Regions from separate parts of the Mus musculus genome. Here region 2 is linked to region 1. A link is a contact called in public Hi-C data. All regions are on one chromosome and are shown on one strand. The core of a region is the stretch at or near the end of the contact, and the rest is flanking DNA. Distances in the headings are between cores, read along the strand shown.

Evidence for each region. A called contact is a pair of places that touch in the nucleus more often than the background predicts.
Region 2: a contact with region 1 is called in a Hi-C map of embryonic stem cells, with 5 times the contacts expected there. The contact joins two enhancer-like sites. A contact is called at or near these places in 2 of 484 Hi-C or Micro-C datasets (both in embryonic stem cells), 2 of 115 datasets of contacts at active chromatin or transcription factors (both in embryonic stem cells) and 1 of 9 other capture datasets (embryonic stem cells).

The regions. Positions count from the first base shown.
Region 1 is chr5:18,084,066-18,091,426 of GRCm38.p6, reverse strand. No RefSeq gene overlaps it. Among named protein-coding and RNA genes, the nearest start is that of Gnat3, 130 kb to the right of the region's middle. Within about 2 kb of position 3,191, at least 32 of the 459 cell types and tissues checked have an H3K27ac peak or open chromatin away from gene starts, as enhancers often do. A contact at or near this core is called in embryonic stem cells, where this site is marked.
Region 2 is chr5:18,794,329-18,801,181 of GRCm38.p6, reverse strand. No RefSeq gene overlaps it. Among named protein-coding and RNA genes, the nearest start is that of Gm23822, 67 kb to the left of the region's middle. Within about 2 kb of position 1,746, at least 10 of the 459 cell types and tissues checked have an H3K27ac peak or open chromatin away from gene starts, as enhancers often do. A contact at or near this core is called in embryonic stem cells, where this site is marked.

The DNA of each region.
Region 1 (7,361 bases), core at 1,942-4,441:
CAACATGTTTTACATGCCAATATCATGCAGTTGTTATTATTATAGCTCTGTAGTACAACTTGAAACTAGAAATGACAAGATCTCCCGTAGTTCTTTTATTATACAGGTTTGTTTTAGCTATCCTAAATATGGATAAGTTGAGAACAGATATGGAGAGAGTGGCAATCTTGTCCCTGATTAGAGTAGAATTGCTCTGAGTTTCTTGCATTTAACTTGGCGTTGGCTATAGGTTTGCTATAACTTGCCTTTCTTATGGTTGTGCATGCCCATTGTAGCTCTAATCTCTCTAAGACTTTAATCATGATGGAATTTAGGATTTTGTCAAAGATATTTTCTGTATCTAATGAAATAGTCCTGTACTTTTTCCCTTTAGTCTATTAAAATGGTAATTTAAACTTACTGATTTTTATATATTGAACCATTTGTGTATGAAGCCTAGTTCTTCATGGCGGATGATATTTTTGACGTGTTCTTGGATTTGGTTTGCAAATATTTTACTGAGTATTTTTGCTTCTATGTTCATAAGGGAAATTGGTCTGTAATTGTCTTTTGTTGTCAAGTCTTTCTGTGATTTGTGCATCAGGGTAACTGTGGCCTCATAAAATGAATTGGGCAATGTTACTTCTGTTTCTAATTTGTGGAATAATTTGAGAAACATTGGCACTAACTCTTCTTTGAAAGTCTGCTAAAATTCTGCTCTAAAATCATCTGGCCTTAGTCTTTTATTTATTTAAAGTCTTTTAATGACTGCTTCTATTTCACTAGGGGATACAGGGCGATTTAAATTGTTTATTTGACCTTCTTTTAACTTTGGTAATTGCTACCTATAGAGAAAATTATTAATTTCTTTTAGAGTTTTCAATTTGGTAGAGTACATGGCTTTAAAGTATGCCCTTACATTCTCTGGATTTTCTCAGTGTCTGTTATTATGTCACCTTCTTTGTTTCTGGTTTTGTTAATTTGTTCATTGTCTCTCTACCTTTTAATTGGGCAAGGGTTTGTCTTTTCTGTTGATTTTGCCAAAAAGCCAACTCTTTGTTTCATTGATTCTTTGTATTATTGTCTTCATTTCTATTTCATTGATTTTAGCCCTTAGTTTTATAAAACCTTGTTTTGTACTGGGCAGAGGATCATAGAGCAAAGGGCAATAGCAACAGGTTTCCTGCTACAGAGCTGGAAATGATACTGAGGGAATTTGATCTCAGAAGCAGTAGGAGAGGTTGCCTGCTAGTTGCCTTGGGAGGAGCAGCCTTGTTGTTAGCAGGAAGTGCCCTCTGGGCTTGGGGTCTGGGACAAAGCAACAAGCAGAGTTAGGAAGGCTAGAGGGGGAGGAGCTGTGGTACGCAAGGGAGACAGAATGGGGGACAGGGTCAGGGAAGGCTGCTGAGGGAATACTGCTGCAGAGCTGAGAATGAGACAGGATTAGGTCTGTGAGACCAAGGAAGAAGAAAGGTGCTGAGAGCCGTCTACCTGATTTTCTGGCAGTTATGGCCTTATGTTAACAAGGGGTGCCTGCTGGTTAGGGGGCTCAGATTAAATGGCTGAGCTGAGGGAGGGAAGTTAAGAAGGGATGGACTGTGGGGTCCAAGGAAACATAGGCAGTAGGAAAGGACAGATACACAAGGTGGTCTTTTGTGAAGCTGAGTATGAGACTCAGAGATTGGACTTGCTGGGGGGAAAGAAGTGGTGAGGGTCTTCAGCCTACTTGTTTCCCTGTTCTGCTTAGCTGGTGTATTTCCCATGAAGGCCTGCTGGTGCTGGAGGCTGAAATACTGGACTGAGTTGGGGGGAATGTTTGGGGCAGAGGATCTTTGAGATCCCTAGGGGATGGGGTCAGATAGGAAAGAGACTATAGTAGTCTTTCTGCTACAGAGCTGAGGGGGAATTGGGTTTCAGGAACAGTAGAAGAGGTGTAGGTTCCCCAAATGTTTTTGGATGATTATTTAATCTTTAGTATAAAACAAATATTAAGTTTTTATTGGGAGCAGGTACAAAAGCAAAACAAAACAAAACAAAATAACAAAAAACAAAAACAAAAACCAACCCACAGAGTACATTATTTTTAAAATTAGGTGCAGGCACCAGAAGGAGTGGATAAGGGTGGTATCCAGATACTGTGAAAACATTAATATAAACCAGGTCTAAGCCACACATCAACATGGGTGTTTAGATGAGTTTTGTCATCTAAGCTTAGCTTCCTAATAGCTAAAATGAGGATATTTGTTCTATTTAAAACCATTGCAAATTAAAAATTAAACCTCTTTCACAATGCATGGGGTACTTTCTGGTGGTAAAATTATTTAGCATTATTCTTAAAATTATTTAGATGATTATTCATTTTAAGTTCCTTCCTATTAATAAAATAATACTATATGGAAAATAATTAACTCACATCTCATATAACAATGAACAAATAAAAAAACCTTAGAAGACCATTTAATTTCATCCACTAGGAATCTCACACATGATATCTCATAGAGAAATTAAGAAAAATTAAAATATGAAAATCCCCATACCATTATAATGAGCGTAACTCTGAATCTTTGGGGAGTTCTCTGGATGCAGAACATACATACATATACTGTGTGCATAATTCCTTTTCATTTTTATCATTGTTACTTTTATGGCTTTAATTTTATTAACACCCAGTGTGTATGAACTGTAGTTTAAACCACATTGTCTCCGCTGGAAATGGCAGAAGCTGACCATCCTGTATCTTTTGCGTGAGAGATTTAGACACAAATGACCAGTTTTCAGAAGGTGGAGAAGGACAAAAATGCAAAGTAAATCCATGAGTGCTTGGTTGAAATTAGGTGGAGCCGACTTAGACGTTCAAAAGGAGATGCTAACTCGATGGAAAATTCTTTTCTGGTCCTGCCCCACTGTTAGGTTGATTTAAATAGTGAGTTTTTAAAGAGCCCTGTAATCTAACTGCCAGAAAGATAACGCATTGGGGGCAATTTAAAGGGAGAAGGGATTATCTTTCGTATGGTTTCAAGTATAGCACACCCTGGTGGAGAGAATACGGTAGAGTTCATAGCAGAGGGAACCTTTGGCAGGGTTTCCTAATAGTGTGGGCTCAGGAAGCACAAAACTCAGGTCAGAACCAGAAACAGTTCGTTCAGGTCCCAGCCCCCACAACTCACACCTGCTAACAAGGCTGCATTCCTTTGTCCTTGACTTTCTAAAACAGCGCCACCAAGTGTTCAAACACATGAGCTGTGAGGGATCTTTCAGACTGGACCAAAGCAAGGACCCATTCAGTCGAGAAATTGTTAATCAAAATAGTTTTCTTCCCCATTCAATACACATGTTACTTTGCTGCAATGCATTTTCATGTGTGTTCAACTAAAAATAGACTGCAGGATGGAGAATGCAGTTATTTTTTTCCCTCAGTATAAGCTGCATCTGTAGTCTGAAGTGCGTCACTTTAATTCTGCCATCTGGTGGTTGAAAATATTGATGCTCTTGCCGTCTGTGAATCTATGTTAATTCGACTTATACATGTACCAATTTACATCTCCAACCAAGATATAATGTGCCATATATGAAATTGGCATACATTTCAGAACTGTGGATTACACATAGAAAATGAATTATGTATCTCATTTCTGCATTTTTCATGCAAAAATCTATGCTGACTCATGTACTATTTGCACATGAATATAATCCTATAAATGGTGTTTTTATTTTATTTTTTTGATGGAGATAGAGTTCTTTATTTCCATTTTGGCATACTCTAAAAATACTTCCTCTGTATTTGATTAAGTATATGTTGTTAGAATGTCATTTAATTGAGAAGTCAGTTTTCATATAAATTACTAATTTGGGCTAATTTTGTATTAAGAATAGACCATTAACAAAAAAATACTATATGTAAAATGAAAGACCAAATCTAGTGTCATGGGCCTGTAGTTCCAGTGATGGGTGGGTGAGACAGAAGGATTATCAGATACAGAATCTGGCTTGGCTCCAGTAAATAAAAGACAAGTCTGGATAGCATCATGAGATTGTTTCAAAATTAAAAAAAATAAAAAAGTAAAGAGAGGACTGGGATGTAGATCAAAGCCAGGAGACTTTCCTAGCACACACAGGATGTAGGTTCAATTCAAATACTGAGGGGAAAAGATGAATAATTATGACTTTAAGTTTTATGGCTTGGAGTGTAGCATACCCACCCACCCTCACACACACGCACACACACACACACACACACACACACAGAGAGAGAGAGAGAGAGAGAGAGAGAGAGAGAGAGAGAGAGAGAGAGAGAGAAACAGGGAGACAGGGAGACAGGGAGACAGGGAGAAAGAGAAGAGAGAGAGAGAAGGAGGGCTGGGGAAGGGAAGCAAAGCCACATTTATTCAATGATTTCAGCCTTTATTCCTTCAGTTTGCAATCCATGGTTTATTGTTCACCTTGCATATTAGGAAAAGTACGGAAACATAGCAGGTGTAAGTGTAGTAGGAACATGAGAGACTAAAGCTTACAGGCATACGTAAATAGAACTTGGCCCTTCTCCTCAACTCAATTTCTAGGTCCTGACCATATTGTTATTGAAGCATTTTGCTGTCACTGGTTCCCAGAACACCCCAGTGGCTCCCAAGAGGGCTTTTCACAACTGCAGGGGTGAACTTCTCAGCCATGTGCTCACTCGCCTGGCTTGTTTCATTGCGGAAACTCTGCTGCTTATGCAAGAAGAAAGAAAGACTCAGGATGAATATAAATATTTTTCAATACTGGCTGAAGCTTTTGTTTTTGTTATTGTTTCTTTTGGAGTATGTGAGTTATTTTTTCTATCACAGAAGATTTAACAAATTAAATAACACTTCAGGATGGTTTTCTTGGATGAACTGATGTCATGCAGTGGTTAGTATCTTAGAAGACTCATCTACAGTGGGATAGTGACTTCACCTGCTCTCCTTCCCCTGTAACCTCTGGCTATTCATTCACATTTTTATCACTAAAGGTTCTAAAAGTTTAACAGCTGAAGATATACATTTTGTCAGTATTCATGAGTTAACTTTGTATTCTTTCATTGATTCTGGTGCTCCATATATAGAGGAAACAATAGTGAGTAGAGGAAGATAACATTGTTTGAGACAAGAAAAAAAATCCTCCTCAAAGTCTCCACTTATAAGGGAGCTTGAAGTACAGGGAGCAGCGAAATAGCTTTAAGGTCAACCTTCTCCAGATCGCTTCTGTCTTTGACAAAATAACTCTAGGGATGGTCAACACGAGACCTTATCCAGATAGCTTCTGATTTTGATAAATGCCCCTTCTAGTCTGTGATGTTATCTCACCTTCAGGAGAGGGACCCAAGGTTTCTCTTATACTGAAAGCACTAAGAGTCTGATATTAGTTATTAAAAACATCCCCATAAAAATACAAAGAAGGAAGATATTCCGTGTCTCCCTTGGCCTTTCTAAAGCATTTTCTTACACTGTTTGCATGATTCCCCCTTTAAAAAAAAAAAGACAAGGACTTATTAAAATATGACTAAATGTTCACTGAAGTTATAAATACACAGGTTTGTTTTCTTTTAATGTATTCTAGGCTTTCCTTGAGTTTGAATTTCAATTTTTTTGTACTGCATGCAGCTATCACTGTGGTAACCTTACAAATAAAAAAACATGGCTAGCATATGCACTGAATGTAAAAAGTTTCTGTGGATAGCCTTGATACATTGGTGATAGAAAAGGAATGCTTCCATTCTCAGCTGAGAAACCAGGGTGAGCATTTTTTCTTCTAAAATTATTCCGCACCAAATATATTTTGTTCACAACCATAAAGATGATGTTGAGGATGGTGACAGGTTGTGATCACAATTTCCTCTGCGCCAAGAAGGAATTTTTAAAAATATCATTCTTGCAAGATTGCCAATCATCATTTTATGTTCTTTCCTGAATATATTTTTGAGAACTAGGTCCATGAAATACATCAGAATAAAAGAAAACAATTATATCTCCAACATTTTCTTTGTAGCAAAGCCTTGCCTGAACATGAAATAAGAAGGACAGAGGAAATTATCATTATAATCTTTCATCAAATACTCAGAGAATGTCTGTGGGTTCCTTGACAAAGCTAAACTGGGGATTGTGTAAAGTGTCATATATACTAACATGACCTTTGTAAAAACAACAGTGATATTAAGTTATTGGAAACTTGGAGACAGGTGGAAATTTTCTATAAGAACATTGCCTTTAAAGAGGTCATCTAATAAGAGACAATGAAAGACATAGTTTACTATAAAACAAAACAGTATGGCAGTTACATAAGGAAGTAAGGTGCATCACAAAGAATAGCAAATTCTTTTGGATAATTAAGAATGAAGAAAGCTGCTCAGAATACTGAGAATAACAGACATATTACTCACCAATAGATACATAGCTGAGAGATGATAGTGATGTATATCTGATATAGACTAATATTTAGATAATAGATTCCAACAGTGTGATTAATATGACATATGTCTAGTGTCTCACTTATGTTCTTTAAAGTTTTAAAAATTAGTTTTTTTTTAAATACTGATTTTTGTTTTTCATGGGTTTATGTATTGTTTATCTGAGGTTTTTTTGTTATGGTTTGATTTGGTTTGGTTTTGCCTGAATGTATGACTGTGTACAACTTGCATACTTTTAGGGCAAAAGAGAATATTAAATTCTCTGGAACTGGATTTTAAAATGATTGTGAGCCATGTGTGTGCTGGGAATAAAATCCAAGTCCTCTAGAAGATCAGCCAGGGATTTTAATCATTGAGCCATTTCTCTAGCCTGCCACTCTATCTTTATAATCTGCCCATGGAAAAACAGTTACAAAAAGAAATTATTGGAGAATTCAATATCTAAATATTTTACTTACCTGGATTAAACTCAATACTTTAAAATATGATCAAATAGTAGATGCATGATATAAGAAGAATATGTCTTACATATACCTTCTTCAAGACATGTTGCTGTTATAAAATTAATCGAGGTTTTCATTTTATCAGAGCAAGTGTCTTTGTGTCTGAAAAATGGTGTGGTATTTGAGCTTAAACTTTATTTAGGTAAGTGTGAACCACACAGTATTTGAAGACCTTATATATGTTAACCTAGTTGTGCTCTTCCTCCAGCCTTGAATAAGGTAAAAAAAAAAAAAAATCTGATGGTTTTACAACCTAGGTGGAGTCCTTGCATGGCCTTGCCACATTTACATTTTCTATGGTGAGTTGAGGAGCAGACCACCATCTGAGCTTGTTTTGCAACAGAATTCAGCTGAAACAAAGAAACAGAACCCAGACAAAACAAAGGATGGGTCTTTGGGTTTTCACCCTATATATACATGTAGGCAGAGCTGAAAATTAAACTTTGAACCTTGAC
Region 2 (6,853 bases), core at 497-2,996, 710 kb before region 1:
ATTGTCATGTTACCTGAAAGGCAAATAGTTAGTCATGGTCATCCTTTCATCCTAGTTTCAACAGAAGTAGATTTTGCTAATTTAAAATATGACTGAGTATCATCATCTATATCTATTTGTCTTGCCTCATTTCTGATGCTGTGATAAACACCAAAACCAGACAACTGGAGAAGGAAAGGGTTTATCTGGCTTATATATCCAAGCCACAATCTATTTCAAGAAGTCATGGCAGGAACCTGAAGACAGGAGTTATGAAAGGCTGCTACTTACTGGCTCACTCATTGTTTTATACTCTGTGAGATTTGCTGTATAGCCTAAGCACATCTGCCTAAGAATGCTGTGACCCACAGTGGTCTAGGTCTTGGTACATCAGTCATTAATTGAGGCAATACCTCATAGACAAGGTTAATGTCAACATCATTTTTCAACTGAGGTTTTATCTTCCATACTGAATCTTGGTTGTACCAACTGACCAAACAAAACAAACAAAGCTCTCTGTCAGTACAAAGTGCTACACAGTGTCTTTTATGGCTAAAAATGGACTGACTCTCTTCTCTAGGCAAAACTCATTCCTACATGGCAGTAACTGTATCAGCAAGAGACACTACAACAGATCCATGCTTTACTGCTTCCTTCATTTGTGTTATCATTCTTCTATATCATACAAAACCTTCCATCAGATTATTTCTTTTTTTAAAAAACATTTTTATTAGATATTTTCTTCATTTACAATTCAAATGCTATCCCAAAAGTCCCTTATACACTCCCCCCACCCTGCTCTTCAACCCACCCACTCCTGCTTCCTGGCCCTGGTATTCCCCTGTATTGGGGCATATAATCTTTGCAAGACCAAGGGACTCTCCTTCCAATGACAGCTGACTAGGCCATCTTCTGCTACATATGCAGGTAGATACACGAGCTCAGGGGTTACTGGTTAGTTCATATTGCTGTTCCTCCTATAAGGTTGCAGACCCCTTCAGCTCCTTCGGTACTTTCTCTAGTTCCTCCATTGGGGGCCCTGTGTTCCATCCAATAGGTGACTATGAGCATCCACTTCTGTATTTGCCAGGCACTGGCATAGCCTCACAAGAGTCAGCTATATCAGGATCCTGTCCGCAAAATCTTGCTGGCATATGCAATTGTGTCTGTGTTTGGTCGTTGATAAAATAACCAGCCCCCAATCTTAGAGAAATTGCTTTACTATATCAGAAAACAAAATTAATAGATTCCGCTTTCAGAATTTATTTTGATTGTCAACCAAAGCTGTAACCTCCCCCTCAGCCTGAAGCAGGCTGAGCCAGACCTTGACTTTGCTGCCACTAAGGAGATTACCTAGGGTGGAGCCTTCCTCCCTATATCACTCTACTGTTCAGCCACTGTTGCTGTTCCTCTTCAAGATACTGCTACCTGCTGAGAGGCCCTGGAGCTATTCCAGAGACTATGCCCTATCCTGCACCTGCAGCTGGTTCCAGGCTCCAAGATTGAACAAGCAGGGGATGGGCCTCCCCCTCTTCTTTATAAGCAGGATCCCTATTAAACCTTTGAGCCTTGAACAGACTAGCTTATCTTGGTTTCCAATATTTCTCCATCTGCCTAGGTTCCCTCTTCTCTTTCAGCTCTGGTTGCTTCCCAGGCTCGAACTCGGACATGAGAGCCACAGGTCGGCCCCAACAATTTGGTGTACCAGTGCGGGACCTGGGAATGGCAGAAGACACTGGAAGAAACACTGCTGGTATAGACCACAGATAGGAAAGAATTAGAAATTTCGTACCCGGGCATGGTGAAAAGGTTGCTAGGGGTGCTGTATGGTCTAAGCTGGAACAGCGGTGACCTGCATGCTGGATTTGCTTAGGTTCAGCAGTGATATCAGAATATAGGAATGTAGCAGGCAGTCGGCCTCAGCTTTCAGAAGCTGCTTTTTAGGGGAGAGAAATATAAGGGTGTTAATCAATGGAACAGGCAGATGGCTGCAGTTGGGAGCTGCATCAGGCGGGAGGAAAGTGGATTTTGAAACTCTCCTAGAGACAGAGAGAAAATTGGGGGAATCCCCTCTTGTGTGCAGGCCGGCCAGTGTCTTTGTTTTGAGTGTCTGTCTTATGTTTCCTGAAACGAACATGTGCTCGTTGTGTTGGTTTGTTGTCTGTGTTTCGTCCCTTGTCTCTGAAGCATGGCGCAGTCTGAGTTTGTATAGGCCTGAGTTTGGTTTCTCTGGTGTTTGTAGAGGATGGGGTTTTCTGAAACGCTTGGTATTTGCAGCTGTTCCTTCGGGCAGTAAGGACCAGAGGACTGTGGTCAGCAGATGTGCTAGGAAAACCGCTGCCGCCCAGGGGGACGCCCTGTGAATCTGGGAGAGCCAGGGACACCTGGTAGTCTCTGGAGATCCATCGGTCAGAGAGAAGGAGTAAGTGGAAGCTTACCCTTCCAAAATCGCCTAATTCTTTTGCCTGCTTGTGGAGGATGAGAAAGGGTCGCATGTGTCTGGATCTGTTGGTCTTTGTTTTGTGTATTTTTTGTGTATGTGTTTAGAGCTATGTCAGAATCTAGAGAAACAAAGGTAAGTCTCATAGGTGCCTTATACCCTGACTAGAGATGGCTTACACATGAGAGAACAGGCTTAAGAAAAGCAGTACTCTCCGACTATCTGGGGACAATTTGGTGAAAGAGAAAAAGAAAAAATAAACAGTATCAATTGGCTTTTGGAGCCCTGCACCTGTGGCTGGAGAAGCTCCTGCTAGGAACTGATGGCTGTTTTTTTTTTCCTAAAAAAAAATTTCTGTGCTTGTGATTATTGTGTTTAGCTTTATTATTTTACAATTATAGCTAGAAAAATTAAAATTCTCTGATTGGTCTAAGTGTAGCCGCTTCATTTGTTTTTTTTTACTGGTAATGTGCTCTGCGTGTCTTCACAAGAGTATCAGCTCATAAGTTATTGGTTAGGAGTATATAATTGTAACACTGGTAACAGAAGGTTAGCCTTAAATTGGCAACTCAGGTTTGGAGTCTTTCAAACAAGTGGCATAAGCAGGCCAAAAAAACTAGGCCTCTTAGGAATACTTCTAGTTGAGATAATATCTAATGTGATTCTTGTCCTAGAAAGTAGAATTAAAGATAAGATTTAAAGCAATGTCTCTTTAATGAAGCATTGAAACGTGCATTGTCATGCATTCATAGCTATGAATTGGCGCCAAGTTTTGCAACGTGGTAGTGAAGTTTTAATGTTGATTCTAAGGTGATAAATTGTTTTGAAATTGGGTTTTGCTTTCCCAGGGTTGTAGTTGTAGTCTAATATTGCAAAAGAAACTTAATAATTCTGAAATCCGTCCTCATGGCAAGAGGAACTAAGCTCAGAGCAGCTTCTGCATGGTTTGAGTGACTTTCTTTTGTCTTGCAAATGGTGCCTAAGGAAGCTCTGGAAACTTGCCTCTCCTTGCCTTCAGGAAAAATTCCTTTTAGCTAAAAGAGCACCTTTGCAGATCTACCCAGATATTGTTCTAAGTAAATAAATTCTAAGTTTATAAAAAGGGTCAATCAGGTTGTAGAATTTATCAAGATATTGCAATTTGACATGCCTACTTCATGTAAAGTTATTATAGATTTAAGAGTTTGTTTTTTCCTTTGCATTCTGAAAATTGTAAAGAGTTTTGCTTCTAGTGAGCTGGTGATCACTGGAAAATTTTGCCTCTAGGTATGGCTAAAATGGCTTTACATTATGTAAGAAAAATTTTTATCATCTCTGCTTCAATATAAGAAGCTAAGAGTTTGAATCTTTCAGTGTATATTGTTTCCTAAGTGAAAAGTATTTTATTAGGTAATGATTTTTAAGGGAAGTTTACTTTAAAACCTTGCTCTCACACAATGAGCTTTTTGATTCTGGAAAGTAGCTGTTGCTCCAGAAAAGATTCAGAGGCAATATCTTTTTAATACTTAGGGAATCATGGTACAGAAAATCCAAGAAGGAAAAATTGATTTGCTTCAAAATTTTATTTTCAAAAGCTTCCAGGAGATGTTAATTGGCTGAGACCTCACCTTGAGGCCTTAAAGAGACTTAAACCTCTGTTAGGTGCATCTAGTGAGGTTCAAGATTACTGGTGAGAAACAAAGAGGCTTAACAGAAGGCAAAAGAAACTTCTGTGATCAATTGTTATCAGTTAATCATTGGTATTTAAGTATTACCTGCTTATTTTATTTATGTGCCCACAGAAATTCCTTGGCAAGAGAAACATTGTTGTAAAATTGTCCTTCTTCACCTCAAAGTAAAGTTTTAACACCTATTAAGGCCGCTGTGGTGCTAACAAAGAATTATAATATAAATTCCTATAGTTTGGGATAACTATAACAAAAATTGTGTCTTAAGAACCTAAGTGTCTGTTCCTTGTTCCAAGTAGCAATTAATTTGGGTATTACAGAATATTAATAATTGACCTATTGCATACCATCATTTTAAATAATAAAAGATAAGTTAAAACTGTTTTTATACATGCTTCTGTGTCTTCTATAAATTCATGCATACATGCATCCCAATTACTGTGTTTAAAAACAACCCCTCTATGGGAAATAAGTATATGTGAATTAGATCACACGTTTATTCTTTTGAGTTTTCTCCTGTTTCAGCACAAATAATTAAGTTGTGTGCTGTGGATGGTGTTTTAAAAGGCTGAACAATCAAACCTTAATTTGTATATTAATAGTCAATGGTATATCTTCAGAGCTCACGACTGCTTAAAATTGTTCATCCCTCAGATACTATGAATTCTCAAATTTGCAATTGTTTATACATATACAGCTCATAAGAAAAAAAATGCTGTTCTTTTAAGAAGGCTGTTTTTGGACATTTAATAAATTGTTCTGGATTGCCTGGACAAGACATATTAAGGCAATGCCATTCTGGATTATATCTCAGGCAGTCTATAGGTCCTACATATAAGATGGATTGGATATATAATCTCGTTCTTTATATATTAAAAACAGTTATGGTTTAAGATAATATTTTGGTATTCTTGGAAAATGTGTATGTCAAATTGTAAAAAAGTTTTTGGCACTTAGTGTCCTCAGTTCCTACTTGTTTCCACATAATAGTGTTAATTCTTGAAGACTTATACTTAATAAATTGCTGCAAATAAATGCTCTTATTTCTGATTTAATAAGTAAATAAATTATACACATGTGACTATTAATAACTTTTCAAGCTTTCTAGTTACAACCGCTCTTCAAGAGAAACAATTGAAAGTGTAATTAATCACTACCCATGTTACACTAATACTGACTATAACAGTCAAGTATTTGAGATGTTTTGTCAACAAATTATTAATTCTCAAGTACAAGGTATTGTGGAACTTTAAAACTCTAGCTTCTTAAAAGACAAAGAAGGGGGAAATTATATCCCCCTGCATATTATTTAATGTATTCCTATGCATGTTATTTAAATCATATTTTTATTTTAGAATTTTGAAATTTAGATGTCAAAGAACTTAATAAATGCCTTATAGTATCTTAAAAGGATCTACCTATTGGCATATGGCTTGATCCTGAACAGCTACCTTATTAGGAAAGGGAAAAACATAGGTTCTCTCCACAGAATGCTGCAGAAGTGTGACGGCCAATTCATGTGACAAGCTGACAAGTGAGTTCGCTCAGTGCCCTGACTGTAGTGACAAGAAAGCTGAATTGGGTACATGTTTTCAACCCGTCCTTGCTTGACATTTTTCCAGTTTGGACGAGCAAAGCTGCCTTGCTTCAAGCTTTTAAACCTTATGGTAAAAAGAACATCAGAGACTGTGTAATCTGACTTAGAAAGATTAGTCATATAAAAAAGAGTAATAGTGATTCTTTTCTTTCCCTCATTGACCAGTTATTCTAACTCAATCTTAGACTAGTCTAGTAAAAATTCCAGTGTTAGAGGTTCATATTGAAGATAGCTAAATATTCTTAATTACCTAACAAAGTTAATTTGGAGCATAGCCTCCTCTCCAAGAAAGATTGCAGCCTTTCTGTGATTCTCAAGGCCAGCTCCCCCACAGCAGGAGCTCAAGGTCTAGCTTGGTCGTTGTTAATTTGCAACTGAATGGAGTACCTGGACTTCTCCAAAGAAGCTTTTTTTTTTCTTTTTTAATATTTTTAATTAGGTATTTTCCTCATTTACATTTCCAATGCTATCCCAAAAGTCCCCCAAACCTTCCCCCCCCACTCCACTACCCACCCACTCCCACTTTTTGGCCCTGGCATTCCCCTGTACTGGGGCATATAAAGTTTGCATGACCAATGGGCCTCTCTTTCCAATGATGGCCAACTAGGCCATCTTTTGATACATATGCAACTAGAGACAAGAGCTTCGGGGTACTGGTTAGTTCATATTGTTGTTCCACCTATAGGGTTGCAGTTCCCTTTAGTTCCTAGGGTACTTTCTCTAGCTCCTCCATTGGGGGATCCATCCAAGAGCTGACTGTGAGCATCCACTTCCGTCAAAGAAGCTTTTATATTGTTGCTTTTCACTGTCCAACTTTTGTTTTTCAAGCAGGGCAGTCAATGCCCTTCAGCCTGACTGCAGCTGGTGTACAGCCCCTCCTCCAACAGCACAGGTGGTTGTTAAGAATCTTCATCAAGAAACATTCTAAGTACATATTGTGACTTTGGTCTGAATTGGGAATAATGTGTGCTAATGAGGGCCAGACAGTCAATGATGGGCACCCAGATCTTGGACCATACCAATCTAAGACAGAAGTACATGCCAAAAGTCTGTGGCTGTTGATAACACACCACAGAGCCATGTTTGTGTGAAATATAATACAAACTAGCTGCACGTAGCCTCCAAGACAGAATTGGATGGTTCGGGAAGATCTAAGATTTCCTAAGACAG